Regions from separate parts of the Mus musculus genome. Here region 1 is linked to region 2. A link is a contact called in public promoter capture Hi-C data. All regions are on one chromosome and are shown on one strand. The core of a region is the stretch at or near the end of the contact, and the rest is flanking DNA. Distances in the headings are between cores, read along the strand shown. Region 1 overlaps Stab2 (stabilin 2). Region 2 overlaps Nt5dc3 (5'-nucleotidase domain containing 3).

The links. Capture Hi-C pulls out chosen DNA fragments and counts their contacts.
Region 1: a contact with region 2 is called in a promoter capture Hi-C map of liver. The contact joins two enhancer-like sites. A contact is called at or near these places in 2 of 39 promoter capture datasets (hippocampal neurons and liver), 3 of 484 Hi-C or Micro-C datasets (cortical neurons, forebrain and liver), 1 of 115 datasets of contacts at active chromatin or transcription factors (bone marrow-derived macrophages) and 2 of 9 other capture datasets (adipose tissue and liver).

The regions. Positions count from the first base shown.
Region 1 is chr10:86,888,819-86,891,518 of GRCm38.p6, reverse strand. Stab2 (stabilin 2) reads left to right here. Exons shown (of 69, transcript NM_138673.3): 41 at 714-790. Among named protein-coding and RNA genes, the nearest start is that of Gm16271, 82 kb to the left of the region's middle. Within about 2 kb of position 1,273, at least 33 of the 459 cell types and tissues checked have an H3K27ac peak or open chromatin away from gene starts, as enhancers often do. A contact at or near this core is called in cortical neurons, hippocampal neurons and liver, where this site is marked.
Region 2 is chr10:86,792,274-86,794,973 of GRCm38.p6, reverse strand. The region is part of intron 1 of Nt5dc3 (5'-nucleotidase domain containing 3); the gene reads right to left. Among named protein-coding and RNA genes, the nearest start is that of Nt5dc3, 15 kb to the right of the region's middle. Within about 2 kb of position 1,408, at least 39 of the 459 cell types and tissues checked have an H3K27ac peak or open chromatin away from gene starts, as enhancers often do. A contact at or near this core is called in cortical neurons, hippocampal neurons and liver, where this site is marked.

The sequences.
Region 1 (2,700 bases), core at 24-2,523, 97 kb before region 2:
AGAGAATATAGGATAGATTTGAAGTAGAAACTGAAGATCTCTGAAGAAACTACCATCAGTTAGCCAGATCAGCATGGTCAACAAGCAGCCAGTGACTTACCTAGCTATGACAAGAGTGCCAGTGGTCACCCTAGCCCATACCACAGGGTTTCTTACACAGAGGGGGCACTGGCTTCAGTAAATCTTGCCTCCAGTCCCTAGCTGAGCCTAATGTAGCTTCTGGTCCCTAACTGCCATAGGGCACATCCTCCTGTAAACTAATGAAACACCTAGTAGCTGGGGTTAGACCTGAACCCATGGTCATCCTCCTGCACTCTCAGCCATCATGTGACCTGGTGTCACTTCTTTCCTTCTTCCTAGTCTCAGTTTCTTCATTTATAAATGGGAATAATAATTGCACTGACCCTCAGGGGCCGTTGTCTCACCACACCCTGTGGATGACATGAATAAGCCCAAATCTCAGCAAAGCTCATGGGTAGCGTTGTAAAGATGAGTGACTGCTCCTTCTATGCATGCTGTGAGGTTTGGCTGGATTGGATGTGATTTTCACTGGCTGTGGTGGGATCATGGCAGGAAGCGACCGTCCCCTCAGACAGTAAGCAGAGCCTCGATTGCTTCGTTGGTTGGGGGCTGGATGCTGGGCTGAAAGGGAGTAAGTCATACGTAGAACATCGTGTTTCTCTGAAAATGCCGTTTGCCCTTCCCCACTGCAGCTGCCTTCTCGATCCAGATGGCAAAGCCTCGTGCAAATGTGCGGCAGGATTCCAAGGGAACGGAACGGTCTGCACAGGCAGGTGGAGCGGGGATCTGCTAGGGCCTTGTGTGGGCTGAGAGATCTGACTGGGCCGCAGGAGCTGGTGCCAGCCACTGGTGCTGACTCACATGAAGCTGACCAACTAATGGTGGCCAGGGACAAGGATGCCAGCTCTTCATGGCTGGGGCATGTTGGTTTGTTCAGGATGGGCAGGCAATTGCATCTGTTTTTTTTTTGTTGTTGTTGTTGTTTTTTTGTTTTTTTGTTTTTTGTTTTTTGTTTTTACACAAAACTACGCTGCTTTTGAGCAGTACTACACAACCTTGAGAGCAACTAGCGTCACCTCCTGGCTTTAAAAGCTGTAGATGATTGGCCAAGGGTATGGCTGAGTCACTGGGATTGAGCCCTGGTTCTTCCAAGGTCCAGATTTGTGGCCTTGCAGGGGTGTTTAACTATCCTGAACCCCTTGGCTCACTTGTAAAGAAAGCATGAACCACCTCCCTTGCAGAGGGCTATTAGAGCAAACTAGCCTCTCTGAATACAGCAGCACACTAGGGCAGAGGGCAGAGGGCAGAGGGCAGAGGGCAGGCCCTGGCCTCATCATTAGACCCTGAGTCTGAATTTAAATACTTGCAATCTGTGATACTTCAGGGATATTGCTTGACCGTGCCTCTCACCATGTACTCTGTGGGTGATAAGAGAATGATTTACACTGGGGAGTTGTATGTGATGCAGATTATGCCTATAAAGTGCTAAGAAGTGTGAGGTATTACTCTCAGGGTACATAAACATACTCATCACTAGAAAAGAAGAAACTCAGCAATCTTTCAGTTGCCTGGCACCAGGACAAATGCTGTTCTCAGCCTTAATCACTTCTCTTTGCAATGAAGCTGACTACAGATTCATGGATGTTGAGGATGCTGAGAACTAGTGACAGAGGAGTGCTCAACCCTAAACTGCACATTTGTAGCCACCCTCTAAGGCTTAGGGAACACAGAGGAACAGGAACCAGAAAGAATGTAAGAGCCAGAAGGTAGGGAAAAGGGTCTGGAAATATCCTCTTCTGCATGTGACATGACCATTGCAACTCTGGTCTCAGCTTCAGCTGCCTGCTCTGGGCCTGCCCAGGACTGAGCCTGTACTCAGTCAACTGTGGACTGGGGAGGAGCTCTGTGGGCTCCTCCCTCTGATGAACTGTTGGCTACTGGTAGATCTGAGGAAAACAAAAAGACACAAATGTGGAGAACTGACTCAGAGAACTCTCCCCCTTGTGTTGGCACTGACTGGAAAAGTCTTACTTATTTGTAGTCCTCCCTTCTGGAACAAACCACTAAAGTTCGGATGGGAGTCAGCAGTAGAGAAGGCTGCTGTCTGTGCTGAGACCGTGTGTGGTAGAGACATGGGAAGCCCAGGAGAGCCTCTGCCCATCTCTACACTGCCCATGAGGTGGAAGGACGGGGCTTAGAGCCATCGCACCTCCTCTGCTGTGGGAAAACCACAGAAGACTGGGTGCTCTAAGTTCCACCAGGCTGCATGCATTAAAAAAAAATAATAAGTGAAAGAACCCAAGAAGTTCTCTAGGACCATTTAGGTTGTTTTTTTTTTTCCATTTTGTTCAATAAATATTTATGAGCTACAATTTATAAGCACTAACTGATCCATTTTGAATCAGTGCATAGGCTCATGGCATACAACAAACACAAACCCCTGCACCCACCCATTCCATCAAAACCCAGCATATTTCAGTCAAAAATCCCCATTTGAACCAGCTCACATTTACCCTACTAATCCCTGTTCCTGCTCAGAAACCCTCGTCTGCCTTCTGCGACATCAGAGAGCCTTCTTGTCTCTTCTAGATTCTTGTGTGAATAGAATTTTGGTTGCTGGTATGTCTGACCCCTTTCAGTCACTCCTTTTGATGGTTGAGTTCCTATGATTGTGTAGAT
Region 2 (2,700 bases), core at 159-2,658:
CAGAGACAGCAAGAGGTACAACTGGTGCAGGGAAGTGGAACTCTGAGCGCCACAAGCCACAGTGAGTTGCAGGCTCAGCAACATACACACCTTGACCCACTGAGCCATCTCACCAACCCTAATTTATACACTGTGACAAATTTCCATACTGCTTTTCTCAGCAGCTGTACATTCTTCTGATTTGCTTTTTTAAGATTCCCCTCAGAATATCATTCATTGACTCAATTCTATTTTTACCACCGACAGGAAAAGAAAATGAACAGAGGCAAAATTTAGGTTGAGTCTGGTATCTTCCCTCTAAAGTGCATGAAGATCTGAGCTCGAAAAGTACAACTTTGGTCAACCTTGCTTGTTCCTCTATGTATTCGTATTTGCTAAGTAACTCTCCATTAATAAAAAGCCTCCAGTCAGGCAGGGTTACCAGTGTCAGTCACAGAGCAAATGTGGGGAGAGCACCAAATAGAAATCCACGGTCAAGGGATTTCCTCACATATTCAAAGGCAAGGTGACTGTCATTCAGCTATTGGGCAGGCAGTCTGGAGAGTCGCTAAGAGTTAACAAAGCGGGTACTATGGAGACGTCTCAGAGCAGGAAGACTGAGGCCAGCACTCATGTGAAAAGCTGGTGCAGGTGTATGGGTGTTTGAAATCTCAGCACTATATGCAGAGAGAGGGGGGATCCCTGAAACCCATGACTAGTCTACCTGAGGTGTCTCAGGTTCAGTGAGAGACCCTATCTCAAAACTTAAGGTAAGGTAGATCTAGATCAAGGAAGACACTGAATGTTGACCTCTGACCTCTGCATACAAGCACATGCATACATGTCTTGTACCCAAACAAGTTCATGTAACGAGAGAGAGAGAGAGAGAGAGAGAGAGGGAGAGAAGTCTCTTTCTATCAGGAAGTCTCTTGCCATTATTCCAGAAACCAGACAGAAAGGTGAGTTTGACAAGAGGGTCCCACGGCTGCAAGGGATAAGCAAGCAATGTTTGTGGACTCCAGCTCTTCGTGCTCAGCCAGTGTGGTTTCCACATCTCAGACCTGTGCCTCTCTTTCCAAGCACAGGGCTAGGGTGGGGTGAGGGAGGACTACTAGTCTCCTCCCTTCCCCCTCCCATTCCTGGTTCCAGCCAGCTTTGCTCAGCAGGCCCTGAGAAACTACAAGTGGCACCCATCACTTTGAAGGCAGCACAGATGTGACAGAGAAGCCTCAAGATAAAGAAGCCGGGAAGGCCAATCCACCCCAGGGAGGTGGCCTGACCTTGGCATAAATGAAAACTGAACTTTTGAGTAGAGCCATCTGGAAGAACAGCTGATCAGGGCCTCCCATTCTTCCACTGCCAGCACTGTGAGGAACTTGTCCCACTGAGTGGTGTGGGCCCATGAGGCCTCAGTGTGATTCCCTTCCTGACTCCAGGGGCAAGTGCCCAATGCCAGCCCAACACCGTGAGGTGTCTGGGGCAGGCACAGAGTATCCCCTGCCTATGGGTCCTGCTGGGTACATTTCTGGGCCTATTTGGTAATTTCAAGGAAGAACCAATTTTTTCCTTCCAACTTTGGGCCTAGAGAAGATAATTCTGGAGGGAAAAGGGATTCTTGCCGGAAGGCTGGCAAGAGCAAGGTGGGAAGCAGGAGGGACAGCTCAGGGACAGCTCCTCGATGCCTGGACCGCGACATGCTTAGAGCAAGCACCTCTGACATTCCAATAGCACGAGCCTATAAAATGGCTTCTCTTGATTGATTTTATTTCTGTGGTGCCAGGAATCCAACCCGCCCAGGGCTTCGTGCCCATAGGCAAGCACTGGAACTCAGCTTCTTTCAAAAACACTTCTTTTTTGACCTTCAAACGTAAGTCACCTTACGTTTTTTAATTGCTTTTCAAGGACATTTCAGCTGCCTGAAAGTCTGTCTGCATGAAAGTCTATTTTTTTGCTCTGCATTAAAGGTATTCCCCAACCTCTTAAAGCTGTCCTTCATACCTACTTCAATGGGACACGTGGTCTACGGTCTGTGTCTCCACCACACACTGCTGAGCCTGTGTCAAACAAAGTCTGCCTTTCCATGTATGCTTCATGGAAGAATCTCGAGGAAGGTTTTCTCATACAACATACACCATGTAAAACAGAGTTTTTAAAAAAAATTAAATATTAAAAAGACATAAAAAAATTATGACTAGAACATAACTTTCTGAATAACAAATTTTTAAAAATCCAAACAATATGTTGAAAAGGAAAGTATTGGCAGATTTACAAAGTAGGGGCATATTAGACAAAAAAAAAAAATTCAAAAACAAAAATATCCTTAATAAATTTTAAAGTCTATGAAAAGGAAATTAAATGCTAATTAACAAATGTTCAACCACCCTGAGTGTTAAAAAGAAGGGGGTGGGGGGGCTGGGGAGATGGTTCAGCAGTTAAGAGCACTGACTGTTCTTCCAGAAGTCCTGAGTTCAATTCCCAGCAACCACATGGTGGCTCATAACCATCTGTAATGGGGCTCACATACATTAATTAATTAATTAATTAATTAATTAAATCTTTTTTTTAAAAAGTAAATAAAGCCGTTTGGACACCACACACTGATCTGTGCTGATTTCATATACACAGTTTTCTATGGGAAGCAAGCGATCCTTGGCAAAGAGATCAAAATAAGACGCCATTTTCCTCCTGTCTGCATCTAGGGCGTTCTTGTTGCTAGTGCTG